3 separate regions of the Mus musculus genome follow, and regions 2 and 3 are each linked to region 1. A link is a contact called in public Micro-C and promoter capture Hi-C data. All regions are on one chromosome and are shown on one strand. Each heading gives the region's core, a stretch centred on a gene start, on an enhancer-like site or on the middle of the called end of the contact. The rest is flanking DNA. Distances are from core to core; before and after follow the strand shown. Region 1 holds the start of Stag1 (stromal antigen 1). Region 2 holds the start of Armc8 (armadillo repeat containing 8). Region 3 holds the start of Dzip1l (DAZ interacting protein 1-like).

The links. Promoter capture Hi-C pulls out the DNA fragments that hold promoters and counts their contacts. Hi-C and Micro-C count contacts between places; a contact is called where the count stands out from the background.
Region 2: a contact with region 1 is called in a promoter capture Hi-C map of pre-B cells, with 2.5 times the contacts expected there. The contact joins the promoter of Armc8 here to the promoter of Stag1 in region 1. A contact is called at or near these places in 2 of 39 promoter capture datasets (hippocampal neurons and pre-B cells), 5 of 484 Hi-C or Micro-C datasets (B cells, the Ba/F3 cell line, CD4 T cells and 1 more), 3 of 115 datasets of contacts at active chromatin or transcription factors (astrocytes, cardiomyocytes and pancreatic cancer cells) and 1 of 9 other capture datasets (adipose tissue).
Region 3: a contact with region 1 is called in a Micro-C map of embryonic stem cells, with 4 times the contacts expected there. The contact joins the promoter of Dzip1l here to the promoter of Stag1 in region 1. A contact is called at or near these places in 1 of 39 promoter capture datasets (embryonic stem cells), 1 of 484 Hi-C or Micro-C datasets (embryonic stem cells) and 1 of 115 datasets of contacts at active chromatin or transcription factors (forebrain).

The regions. Positions count from the first base shown.
Region 1 is chr9:100,641,352-100,645,952 of GRCm38.p6, reverse strand. Stag1 (stromal antigen 1) reads right to left here and starts at 2,505. Exons shown (of 34, transcript NM_009282.4): 1 at 2,157-2,505.
Region 2 is chr9:99,566,274-99,570,874 of GRCm38.p6, reverse strand. It overlaps Armc8 (armadillo repeat containing 8), which reads left to right and starts at 1,976. Exons shown (of 22, transcript NM_028768.3): 1 at 1,976-2,273. The coding sequence starts at 2,229.
Region 3 is chr9:99,627,148-99,631,748 of GRCm38.p6, reverse strand. It overlaps Dzip1l (DAZ interacting protein 1-like), which reads right to left and starts at 2,218. Exons shown (of 16, transcript NM_028258.4): 1 at 2,080-2,218.

The sequences.
Region 1 (4,601 bases), core at 1,256-3,755:
TAATCAAGCAAGGAAAACAGATTATAACTAGAAATTTTTAAGTTTTAGCTAAAAAAGGTTTTCAATGTGTAAAAGAACCATTGGCTTACCTCAACTTTAGAAATGAGGAAGGTAAGATTTAAATAGTTAAAAAGTAAAACCAAGACCTCAAACCTAGGAGATGTCTCAAAGTTCAGTTCAAGGTTCTCACTCGTCCCTGCAACACAGCTTGAGTTTTTAAAAGAACCTTTCAAAGCCAAGAGTGGCAGTAATCCCAGCATTTGAAAGTATGAAACAGAAGAATCGCTATAAATTCAAGGCCATCTTGAACTACATACCAAGATCCTTTCTGAAGAAAAAAACAAAACAAAACACAAAAGAGCCATTCAGTAATTGGCTGGCCTGGCACCCACCTATAATCTCAGATCTCCATAAGCTGAAGAAAAGAACTGCCACCTTAGACTGTGTACATAGTGATTTCAAGGCCAGCCTGGGCTACACAACGAGATCATGTTGGTTGTGGAGGGGACAAGCACACAGTGATTGTATTAATCTCTTCAGAAACGACAATACTAGACCTCTATTTGTTTTGTTTTAAAGGCAGTATCTCATAAAACGTCCATGCTAATTTCAACGTATGATTCCCCTTGCCTCTGCCTTCTCAGTAAACAGAATTACAAGCATAGAACAATATGCAGAACTCCAAAGCACAGTTATAAAATGCAAAGAAAAAAAAAAAAAAAACACCTGTGGGGTTTCTCTTAGAAGTTTATTCGGGTAAAAAAAAAAAGTGTTACATTCCCCATAATTAAAAACAATGAAATATCATTCCTTGTTCTTTCAGTATTTCTAATTGTTAGCCTCGATTTATATACATTATAAGACCATCACCCATCATACAAGAACTCCCACTGTTCTGTACATTTCCATAAGAGCTTCACCATCAGAATTTGCTATCTATATATGAAAAAAAAAAAAAACCCACTGGGAAACCTAAAGGTAAAGTTACAAATTCCATTAAGTTACACATCGTACAACTTTATGCGGATTTTGGTACTTTCACAAACACTACTTTTGCTAGATGTAAAATATAGCTGTCTCTAAGCACAACCAGAAGAGAATAAACATGCCCCTCATGTTAACACCAACTTCAACAGCAAATAACTCGCTACCACAAACTGCACTATTTGGGGTCTATAGGGCTCCAAAACCACCCCAGAGCTTAACACTCCCAGGACACGACTGTCTGCAATGTGGAAAGAATCAGTAACAATCCTAACGTAGACAGAAGCGGGTGACGTGACAATCCGAAAACCAGAAAATGTTGTGGTCCCTACTACACACAAACAGCACTCGGTTCGGACCCCTCCAAGTCCAGCTCCCAGCACTCGGGTTTCCCAGCTCTTCATCCCGCCCCCCACCTTCAGGGAAGAGGAAAAACAACTTTTATTGGCCTCATCTCCCGGGGGATTGGGAAACTAGCGGGGCAGTGCTCCGGCCTGGACACGTTTCACCCGGAGCTCGGACGGCGGATAGCGGGAAAGCCAGGACTGCGACGTCCCGTCGGCCCAGGTCCTCAGCCCTACCCCACCCCAGCAAAGCAGGGGCCTGGGACAGCAGTCTGGGCTGAGCGACCCCCAGGACCCTCGACAGAAGCGAGCTCCTTGTCATGTGACGCCGCCGCCGCCAAAGCACCGCAGAAACGCAGGGCGGCGGAAGGCGTTCGCGCCAGCCCGCCTAGGCTGGCCCGGGCGCGGGCGAGTCCCGAGAGCCCGGGCGGGGGGGCGGAGGGCGGGCTTGGCGGCGGGCCCGAGCGCGCCACAAAGGCTTCCGCGCTACCGCCGCGGAGCCCGGGCGGGCGGGGGCACCGTTTTCGCGGCCCGCGGGGAGGGGTGGAGGGAAGCGGAGCGCCCGCCGCGCCCACAGCGGGTCCCGGACGCTCGGCCGCCCGCCTGCAGCCGCCGCGCCGCGCCGCGCACAGGCCCGCGCGGCCTCCCTCCCCCGCGCGGGGCCCGCGCCGGCCCGCCCGCCCGCCCGCCGCTCGCCGCTCGCGCTCCCAAGCTCTCGCCCGGCCTCCATCTTGGATCGGCGCTTCCAGCCCCCGCGCCGCTGCCGCCGCCGCCGCCGCATTTCCCCCTTTCCCGCCCCCCGCCGCCGCCGCCGCCGCCCGCGCTCACCTCAGCTGCCCATCCGGGCGCTGTCGGCCGTCGACCTAGTTTCCCCCCAAAAGTCTCCGGTGTGTTATTCCCGAGGTGGGGGGGTGGTTACGGGGTGGTCGCCGGGGGTTCGGGAGCGGGGGCCGCGCCTTCAACGGAGCTGCAATCCTAACCCGCCATCTGGTGGCATTTTCCACACGCCAATGGCGCCGCTGCAGACTCGGGTCCCGACCGCCCTCTGCTGGCCGCGCTGCTCACTGCTCCGCTGACAGGACGGGCCTGCCCGGAAAGGGGAGGGAGCTGAGGCGCGAGCAGGGGCCCTCGGACGGGGCCGCGCGCCATCGCTCGCCTCCGGGGGGCGCGCACGCGCAGCAGCGGCGCGGGAAACGTGGCCTTTTGCGTGGCTGCACCGCCCCCCTCTGCGAGGCTCCTGCTCCGCTCGGCCAATGGCGAGCCGCGGAGACGTCTGGACGAGGGCGCTGTGGACAGCTCCTGGGCCGCCCCAGGCGAGCGGAAGGACGGACTCCGCGGCGCCTGCGCGACCCGCTCGCTGGGTTGCCGCCCGCCATTTTTAGAGCTTCTCCAAGAGCCTGGAAGAAGTCCGCCCCCGGCTCTTCCGCCGAGGCCCCTCCCCGGCGGGGGCCGCGCTCCGCTCCCGCCCTGAGGCTGCCAGCCGCCCACACCCGCCCGTTATCGGGGTGAGCCGTGCCAACGCGCCCCCGAGCCCTGCTCCCTCCCCGGTTAGCGGGAGTCTCCAAGCTAGAATTGAACGCGCGGTTTATTATTATTGATGAGGCGCTTTTTCAGAACGAGGTTGAAAAGGTTTCGAGCACTGGGACGAACCCCCTGCCTGCCGCGGAGCTAAAAGGAAACAGTGACCGCTCCAGGCCGATTGGCGTCGTCCTGCCTCTGTAAAGCAGGTTCTCGCCGAGGTGCAAGCTTTGCATAAGGCGGCAGCATTGGCTAGTTAGTGAGAAAGGAGAAGCTACACGGTGAAGATAGACTCTGCGAGCAATCAGATTCTCCCACAGCCTAGGACTGCTTTCTGTGGTTCTCAAATGGACGTGCGAATAATGGAGCCTAGCCGAAAGGGAAATAGCCAGGCGTAGATCTTGACCCCTTCCTTCCCTGCTGCTCTCTACCTAAGCTGTCCTTGACCAAGGCTCTCCTAACCTTCCGCCTGCTTATTAACTCCGCACTACAAAAGTGAATTCTTGGTCTTGTAGGTCATCAGCCTCATTGCTGACTCAATTTTTTTTTATTGGCAGAGGCAGCTGCATTTTCAATATCTCCTTAGAAACGTTAAACTTGTTTATAGTCTTGAGGGCTGGCTAGCTAGCTAGTACCTCAATTGTCTCTGGAATGTATCCCAAAGGTTGCAAAGTGCGTTCCACATCACTGGAGGAACTTTGGTATGAATTCGTGACAGTCCTTTCAGCAAAGTATCTCGTTTACTAGCCTCTGATTGACTTCCTATTGTGTTCTCTGCAGAGCCTGTTTTTAGCTTGCCTTGTTAAAAGACGGTGCGGGCTCCAAGCCATAGTCATATGTAATTTAATCTATCGAATGTGTGGGACTCTGATAAAGAGCTGATATTCTATCAACATGTTTGTAGTCGTGATCTCAAAAAAATCTCACCTAGTTTAACCATCCCCCATTCCCTTCTCTCCCCAGTCCAGCCCTGCCTGAATGCCATTGCCTTTTTTTTTTCTAGAATAGCTTCAGTATTTTATCTTCTAGGTGCTTTCTGTTTTGTTTTGTTTTTTGTTTTGTTTTTTTTTTTTAGTTTCCATTTATCTTTAAAAACAATCAAGGCTGTTAACTCCCTCAACTTGCTGTACTATCACAATGTTCCTTACCCAGGCACATGTCTGAAGAGAATCACTGTGGGTGCTCTAGCCACAGCCTTGGGAGGCTAAGGCAGAAGGATTTGGAGAGAGACAATGAGACTTATCCAAGGAGAATGAGGGGACCAGGGGCAGTCATGTCCTTCACCAGGCCCCACCCACCCTTGAAAACATTTTAAGCTGCCTTTGAATCTGTACCTACATTGTTCCCTAGTCTTCTGATTGAGTTGCTAGCTCTGGGTTTTGTTTTGTTTTGATTTTTGTGTTTTAGATCCTACAGTCCAACCCTGAGTTCTCTGCTCCTTTTCTGCGTTGTTGCTCTTTAAAAGTCCCCAAATTACTTGTCGGTTCCCAGTTGTTCCTGAAGGAAGATACCGTACTTCCAGCTACTTTTCAGGTAGCTCCATCCAGCTCAACACTTAAAAATAATTCCTCTCTTACCCTAATATCTTAATAACTCTGTAATTTTAGCAGGTTTGGGGACTGCACTGTGACCTGTGAACCTAGACGGTTCTGAACAGGAATGTAACTTCAGGCAAATCCCAGCGCCTGCTTCCTCGGCTGTAAGATGTAAACAGCAGCAGTTCTCTCATAGGGTGGCTGTATGTATATATTGAGC
Region 2 (4,601 bases), core at 727-3,226, 1.1 Mb after region 1:
CAGAAAGTTAATTGCCAAAGGGAAATCCTCAACTAATAAAATGGTGGACACATGTTCCAGCCTCAAGATGGATAATCCAGCATGATGTTCTATTTATTTCTCAGAGGCCCTTGAAGAATATAGAATGATCTCAATAGCAAACTCTTATATAGATTTTGTTCCACCCCCCTCCTTTTAGATTCACCAATTATGTTCCCTGGAAGTACTTCCCAAATAACCTGCCTATACTTCTATCTTGTCCCAGGCTGAAACAAAGCAAAAAGTGGTTATTCAACAAACATTTAATACATGCCTATGGTAGGCATTAAGATAAAAAAAAAACCAAGATGATAAAATTTTTGTAGTCTCCCTGAAATGACTAGTATAAAGTTACTTTTCCCAAACCTCTATAATCAACACACACACATACACAAACACACATATATAAAGCAATATATTGTTAGAGATATTATGTTACAGGAACATACTGATGCCTGAAATTAAGGAATCATGATGCAGGCTGGGGAGATGTTTCAAAATGTAAAACCTCTTGCCACTAAATCTGATGATTTGACTCTGATCCTTGGACCTCTAAGATGAAACGAGAGAACCTGCTTCCTAAGCTGTCCTCTGGCCAGGACATGTGTGAATCCACATACACACACACACACACACACACACACAATAAATAAATAAATGAAAAATCATTTTAAAGAAAATATATGGAGTTGGGAGAGTCACCTAGTTCTTCCTCGAGGGAGGGGTTTCCTAGAAGATGTATTGCCCGAGTTTCTGGGTGAGGTATAGCTCACACATATAGAGACTATTGTACAATTGTCAATGCTTTTGTGTGCTATATACAATTACAATTTGCCTGGTTGTAGCAGGCATACTAGGACGTGATTTTAGGTGTTACATGGGTGGACAGATGAACATTTAAATGTATTTATGAATGGTAATATGTACTAGAATAAAAAAGAATACAACACATTTGATTTCACAGACTTGATTTAGGACAAGGCTAACAATCTTAAATGGGCTCAATCTGGCTTTAAATAAAATTACTGAATGAGTAATAATTCCTGTGTAAAGAGTGGGAAAGACTGTAGTTACAGAGCTTAGGATATACCGCTACAGCACCAGGGTTCTCTTAAACTTCCAGGCTTTCAGAAGTGCAACACTTTGTAAGAGACTTATAAGCAAGGGTGATAAGTGATACAATAAATGTAGACATTAAAGTACAGGAGGAAATGAGAAACAATGGGAGAGATATGCTTTTACTTAAAGAGCACTGGGAGGTGAGTGGAGTTGAGGTAACAACCTGAATTAGGGATGGCTTTACTTTCAGAATATTTTAGTAGGAAACATTCACATAGTTTAATTCTCCATCCCCCATTTGACCTAAAGGCTGGAAATAATTCTAACACACAGACAACGTAAGGCTTTCCACATTCCAGGCATTTTTGTTGTTGTTGTTGTTGTTTATTGGGCCATTTATTCTCATTAGTCCTTATTTTACAGTCGGGAGAAGTGAAATAAATATAAAGAGGCTAAGAACCTTTCCAAAATATTGGCACTAACGAAAAGCAGCTAGGATTAAATCCAGGCGTCCTGGCTGTGGAGAACCCGTTCTTACCAATATACCAGAGTAAGTGGGTCGGGCACGCAACGCTAAATAAAGCAGGTCATAGTTAACTGTTGAAGCGTGAGGCGATTTTCATTGCAGGCAGAAGACCTAGTTTTGAGACCAGTTTCTCCAGCTTTAAGAGGGAGAGAATACTGAAACTAGGGAATGGTGTAGAGTGAGATAATGAATGTGAAAGTGAACTTCAGACTCCGTAGATAGTAACTCCACCTACTAGCGGTTAGGAAAGAAAACCTGTAAACTGAAATTTAAGAGTGCGGACAGCTCGTCGAGCCAGGGTGAGGCTCCGCCCCCCACCCGCGGAAGGTGGGGCAGGCAGGCTTCTGCGCATGCGGAGGCCGCTGCCCGCGCCCACCTCTGACCCCAGCCGAGAGTAGCTGCTGTTTCTGAGAGGACGATTCGTAAGCCGGGGTCCGGCGCGGTTTCCCAATCCCTCGCCCTTCTGCCCAGCCCCTTCGGTGCTCGAGCGACGCCTGGGGCGCGGTCTGTTCTGGGCAGCTTGCCTGGGCTTTCTACAGAGGCTCCGGCTGCAGGTCACATAGGTGGCTGTCGAAAGTGCCGGCCGCGCGCCGGCGCCGGCAGCAGCCGGGTGGGAAGGCTCAAGATGGCGTGCCTGTTGGAGACCCCAATCCGCATGAGCGTCCTCTCGGTGAGTGACCCGCCCGGCGCGGGGCAACCCCGGTCCTGCCCACAGCATTACCCCGGCGCCCTGAGCCTCCCGAGCACCACCCACTGCGGTGGCCTCAGCTGGGATGCACGCGACCCGGGCCGAGTCGGAGGCGTCTCCTACTCGAGAGCTCCCACCGGTGCGGGTTCCCAGGACGGCGGCCGTTCGGCCGGCGGGGAGGTCGGGCTCCAGGCAGCCGGCCCATGGGCGCGGCTTGGGTTTGGCCGAGCCTTCTCCCGTCTTCCTCCCTGCGCTGTTGCTTCTCGGGACGGAGCTCGCTGCCTGCGAGGGTTCAGGACAGGCCTGGAACCTAGAGTCCACTTCGCTCTCCAGGGCTGTGGCTAGAAGAGGTGCGAACTCTTAAGCTGCCACAGCACAGAGCTGCCAGACCAGGGCTGTGCGTCTTCTGTCAAGTCCCTACCACCAGGGCACCTGCCAACACCGCTTGCTTCTTGGCAATGGAGGTTTTCACATCAGCTGCAACTCGCGCTATTGTGTATGGTTATTTAAACCGCTTTGCTGTGCTCTGCTGTTGAGGTCCGGGCTCCGAGACTAGAGAAACTATGTTTCTAATGTCCGGTGTTTGATTTTTCTTTAGGGAGAGCAAAACATTTTAGGAGGGACCAAAAAGTCGGAATGAAAAAGAATAGGTTCCCCCAGTATTTGAAAGAAGGGAACGTATTGATATACCTAGAAGAAATATCAGGGTTTTTTTTTTCTTAAATTAAAAAGAAACAACAAAAAGCAAAGAAGGCGACTTTCGCCTTCCGCTATAATGTCCTTTAAACAAACAAACAAAAACAAAAAACAGGACCAGGAATGAAATGAACAAGAATGAGTGTTGTTGGGAGATAACTCTGGGAGGTTTGACCACAGATTTTAGCAGTTGGACTCCAAATAGAGCCTACCAATGATTCAGTTGTTGTTGGAAGTAAAGAAATAGGCGGGCAAAGAATCATCTTTTAGACCTGTGGAGACTTACCGAGATGGCAGTTGGATTATAGATGGCTTGTCAGATTCCCTATAGTCTTGCAACTCCAACCGGTTTCTTTCCTCTTCCCTGACTCTCACACAAACACACTTTTGTGTTCAAAGGCACTAGGTACATCACTCCAGTCAGGGCTGGTTAGAGCCATGCTGGCTACCCAAAAAGACAGAAGTCACTCTACAGTGCAAAATGCAATTTTGGAAGACGGTCAACAAATCTAGCCCCAGATCCGTCTTACTAAACTGTTTACTTAAACTGCAACTGGAGAAGTACTTTCTGTCCAATTACTGATCACATTAGCTCATTATTTCACTTTATATTGTCCATGAATGTTTAGTGGGAGAATAAACCGATGACTTCTCTCTTTGCATTAAAAGGAGAAAAGAATGTATCGTAACTGCTCAGTTTCTTTCTGATTGTGCCATTTAGGTTGCACTTATCCTATAGTTCACCTGAAAAGACGTGTGCGAGTGCACATACACACACATAGGTGATCAATCCCAGACCTTTGAGCACGCTTGAAAAATGCTGTTCCAAAATATTGCTCTGGCCTCACGTGTGGTTTCTTTGCCTTTTGTATATTGTCAGCTTGTATAGTGGATATAGTTGAAAACTTCATTTGTCTCACACTCCCAATAAATGATTATGTTCTGTTTATTTCACTCGAAAACTTGTTGAAGAATATTTTCCATTTTGAGTTAGACTTTTCTTTAGCATTTGGAAGCAGAAACTAACTCTAAAGTCTTGTTTTCTAATTCTTCCACCTTAGGGCCTTGGAATAGGCAGAGCTTTAGACACATGATTTAAAATGTCTGAACTTGGTGATTTTCCCAGTTTAAAGGAAAGGTTCTAACTTTCAACCAGCTAACCAAAGCTTATATATATTTATATTTATATTTATATTTATTTATTTATATATATTTATATCAGTTATTAGTTAGAAGTTATTGGAAGTTGAGGAGATGGCTCAGTAGGTAGATCTCTTGCTTCACAGCAGGTCTTGAGTTAGGATCCCATTACCTACATAAAAAGCTGTGTGTGGCAGTGCATGTCATTGGGAGGTAGATCATGGAGGGTTTCCGGCCAGTTTGTCTAGTCAGAACAGGGAGCTTCAGGTTCAGTGAGAGACCCTGTTTCCTTTTTTTTTTTTTTTTGAGACAGGGTTTCTCTGTGTAGCCCTGGCTGTCCTGGAACTCACTTTGTAGACCAGGCTGGCCTCGAACTCAGAAATCCGCCTGCCTCTGCCTCCCGAGTGCTGGGATCAAAGGCGTGCGCCACCACGCCTGGCTGATGAGACCCTGTTTCAAAAAGTAAGATAGAAA
Region 3 (4,601 bases), core at 969-3,468, 1.0 Mb after region 1:
CACTCTTAACTGTCTAGTCTAGGGGCTGCATCCGCTCTAGAACTTCCAAGCAGCTAGAGAGAGATTCACACCAGAGGCCCACTCTGCCTAGCAACTTTAAAACAGCTTCCTCTTAACTGCTTGTTGGTGTGGATATGCTGGGGGGGACATAATGCAGGGTCTCACTAAGTAAGAGCCCTACCACTGAGCTACATCACCAGCTCCAAGGACTTAAGGGACCCTTGATAGGACAACCATATTCCAGGGCAGACCCTACACACAGAGTGGTAGGACAGTCGGGCAGTGGTGACGATTGCCTTTAATCCCAGCACTGGAGAGGCAAAGGCAGGTGGATCTCTGTGAGTTCCAGGCCAGCCAGGTCTACATCAAAAAACAAACAAACCAATAAACACAAGTAGTGGGACAAGAAAATTGGACTAGGGGGAGGAGGTCTCAAAGTTGGGGGGAGAGTGAGGGCTGGGGTATAATCACAATACATGTGAGAAATTCTCAAAGAATTCTTTTTAAAAAATTATAAAAGCTTACTATGAATTAGTGTCACAAAAATTTTTTTCCTTTAAAACAAAAATGGAGGTGGGCTTTGACTGGTGGCTCATGGGAATATCTTAGAGAATAAGGCCTAGCAGGACCTATTATCCCCAGGCACAGAAGTGTCAAAAACAAACAAAACCTGCTCCACATCGGAAAGAAAACTAACAGACTGTCCTGGGGTTTCTTGTCTATTAAAGCGCTGTTGCTTCCTAACAGAGCCTCTCCATCTTTATTCTGGACCAGACCCCGTCACTACAATCACCAAGCAAGTGACTGGCCAGTGTTGGGGCAAGTGGTTGGCTAGCCCACAGCTTCCTCTTCTGCAAAGTGAGCACAGGACATTCAGAACTGCCTACCAAGGGCTCCCCTTCTCCTCTGAAGTGTTCTGAGTGGCACAAACAAAAGAAGTTCAGCTCCCAAATGCACAAGATTTCTGTTCTCAATTTAAGGCATGCAGCTAAAACAGTGGTTCTCAACCTGTGGGTCGCGACCCCCGAGGAATCTCAGGTATTTTTCATGTCCGATATTTACATTAACAATTCATAACCGTAACGACATTACAGTTATGAAGCAGAATGAAATAACTTTATGGCTGGGGGAATCACTATAACATGAGGAACTGTATTAAAGGCCTGCAGCATTAGGAAGGTTCTGTACTTTAATGATCTAAAACCATTTCCACAGGAGGGAGCAAGCAGACAGACAGACAACCTTCTCTGAGCAGGGTAGTTTTCCCCTGCCAGACCACACCTTGGGGAAGGAAGTGACCATCTTGCTGAACACTTACAGACAGATGGGAGAGCAGGGTTGGAACATCTCACACTCCCTAGGCCTAATCCTGTTAGAAACCAATTCCTGGAGACATGGCCAGGACAGCACCGGCCCTGGGCCCTTCAGGACCGTTGTGAAGGCAATTCTACCAGGCCCTGTCCTCTGATCCTGCCTGGTACACACTTGCCCTGTGGACTTCTACTCTCATCCACCCCTAAGTCTGTGCTCCCGTTAAACTTCAGCCCGGGACCGGAAGCGGAGGAACCTAGACACGCCAATCTTTATTTAAAAATCATCTCGTTAGTAACCGAACCCCACTTCCCACAGAACTCGGATCTGCAGTCCCTTAGATCGCTTTACTGTTTTCAAAAACTGCATTTCCCAAGACCACACTCCTGAAAACGCCGAGGGTTGGGTGTCAGACATCCCCCATTCCGCGCCTCCGTGTCTCCTGGCATGCGAGCTCTTCCCCCCCGCAGGGTACCTCAGTCCTGCACAATCCGAAGCCGCTGGGATAAAGGGATGGAGGCACAGGGAGCGGGACGTCGTGAAGCACCCTCGACCACGCAGCTCCTTTCCTCGCTTGGCTACCGCAGCCACTAATGTTTAACCTGCGCGCGCAGCGGCCAAGTAGCTCCGCCTGGAACCGCGCTCCCTCCGGCGGCTCCCCGCTGGATTCCAGACATAGTTTTCCTGGGAGGCCTGTGGCAGTCTGGGGGTCACCCGGAACAAGGGCCGGCGACTGGAGGTCTTAGAGGTTCCCACGTCCCGACTCACCCCATCCGCAAGTCCAGACTCACTCCATCTCCTACAGTGCAGCCCGAGGATGCTGCCAGCCGCGCGGACCCTACGCGTCTCTCCCCGCCAGTAGCTCAGGCCTGGGGTCTGCGGTGCTTCCCACCCCAACCCCTACCCCCAGCCCATCCACCCACAGCAGAGGCGGAGCCTCTCCCCAGAGCCCGGGAACAGCTATTTTTAGAGTTGCAAGGGAGGGGGGTTGGGGGGAAGGAGGGAGTGCTGCTTTGAATTCGTTAAGGAAATCCAGCATCCAAGTTCCCAGGCCTTGATGAGCGGCAGGACAGACTCTGTCACCATCCCTTCACTTCACATGGCAGGATGCAGCGACTGTTGGCAAGCCCGCAAAATTAAAGGAATTTGACCTGAGCCACATTAGGAGACCCATAGGTGTGCTCCAATTTGATCAGATGGCAATCACCTTTCAGATCCCTTATCCATTAACGTTGCCCAGAAAGCTCCGGCAGGAGTTGGGGGTATTATATTTTCTCTCCTGATTATAGATCCCTGCCCCCTCTCGTTGGGACTCTCATCTCGTGACTTTAAGTTCTGGGAGGGTTTGTTGTATCTTAGGGCCTTTCTCTCAACACAGCTTCAAAATGCCAAGCTCTGCATCTTGGGGACAGCAAGGACAAAAGCCCTAGGAATAAACGTTGCCAAGGGTGGGGAGAAACTCAAATTTCTGTGCGTTATTGATGGGAATTCAAAATGGTACTGCCACTGTGGGAAACAAAATGGTTTGCCATGATTCAGCACTATTTGAAAATATTACAAGGATTAGGAGGTATAGCCTTGTTGGAGAAAGTGTGACACTGGAGGTGGGCTTTGAGGTTTCAAAACGCCCATGTCAGACCCAGTCTTCGCCCACCCTTACGGGTCAGGTGGGTCAGGATGTAACTCTTAACTATTTCTCCAACACCAGGCCTGCCTGCTACCATACTCCCTGCAATTATGATAAATGGACTAAGCCTCTGATACTGTAAGCAAGCCTCCAGTTAAGTACTTTTCTTTTTCATAAGAGTTACCTTGGTCATGGGGTCTCTTCTCAGCAACAGAATAATAAATAAGGCACATGTCTAGATCTATATCCAAAGAAGCTTAAAGCAAGACCCCAAACAAACTCTTGGACACTTGTATTTAATGAGCTGTCAAAATGGCTCAGCAGGTAAAGGGCTTTGTCATCAAGTCGGATATCCTGGATTGGATTCCTGTAACCCACACCGTGGAAGGAAACAACTCCTGAAACTTGTCCTCTGACATCTGTATATACAGATATGTGCGTGCGCGCACACACACACAATGTACAATAAAATAATAACATTATTTACAACAGCCAAAATGTGGAAGTAATCCAAGCGCCCATGGGCAGCTGATTGGCTAAGAACACGTGGCTTACACATACAATGGAATATCATTCACCCTTAATGAGGAAGGAAATACTGGCATGTGTTATTACATGGACCAGATTTGTCTTAGTCCATTTAGACTACTGTGATACAATACTACAGACTAAACAGAAACCCCTTCGCTCTGCTCTTGGAAGCTAGGAAGTCTAAGATCAAGGCATCAGCAGATCCCATCTGCTGAGCACCTATTTCCTGATCAACATTGTAGAAGGATCTAGTAGCTCTCAAAAGACTCTTATGTAAGGGCACTGAATCCAGCTGGGAGGGCTCTACTCTCATAACTGCATCACTTCCTGGAGTGAAGGTTTGGTGTTTGTTTGTTTGTTTGTTTGTTTGTTTTGATGAGAAATCACAAGCACTGAATAACTGTCATCTGCTGAGGCCACAGCATCCAATATGGCAGCCCTTTATCTCCTCAGCCTAGAGCTCTATTTCTAATCAACATGGTAGAAGGATCTAGTAGCTCTCAAAAGACTCTTCTGTAAGGGCACTGAATCCAGCTGGGAGGGCTCTACTCTCATAACTGCATCACTTCCTGGAGTCCCCATCCTTAACATTGTTTGGTTAGGAGTCCCCAAATGTCCATGTGGTAAAGTCTTGGTCCCCAGTATGGAGCTATGGGAGTTTGGTGTGACCTTTAAGAGACGAGGCCTAGTAGGGAGACTTCAGTTATTAGGTAGAGACCTTGAGAGTGAGAGTGAGATCCCAGCTCCTGCTTCAGGAAAGAAGTCAGGAGATTCTTTCATAGAAAGCTAACAGATATACAAAGTAAAAGAAGCTACTCATAAAAGGAAAAGGACATGTGATTCCACTTACAGGGCTTAACCACAAAGAGTCAAGTTCATGGAGACAAATGTTGGAGAGTGGTTACTAGAAGCCATAGCAATGGGGGGTGGGGGTGGGGCGCTAAGGTGACTCTTGATGAGTGAGAAGTTTCAGGTGGGAAAGAATAGTGAGACGCTTTCAGAGATGACAGTAGGGACAGATACATGACAATGTAGATGTATAATGTCCTGAATTTTATACTAGAACGGTTAAAACAGTGAGTCTTATGTTGCATCTACTTTAGCACAATGTTTTAAGTGTAAGGGGGGGGGG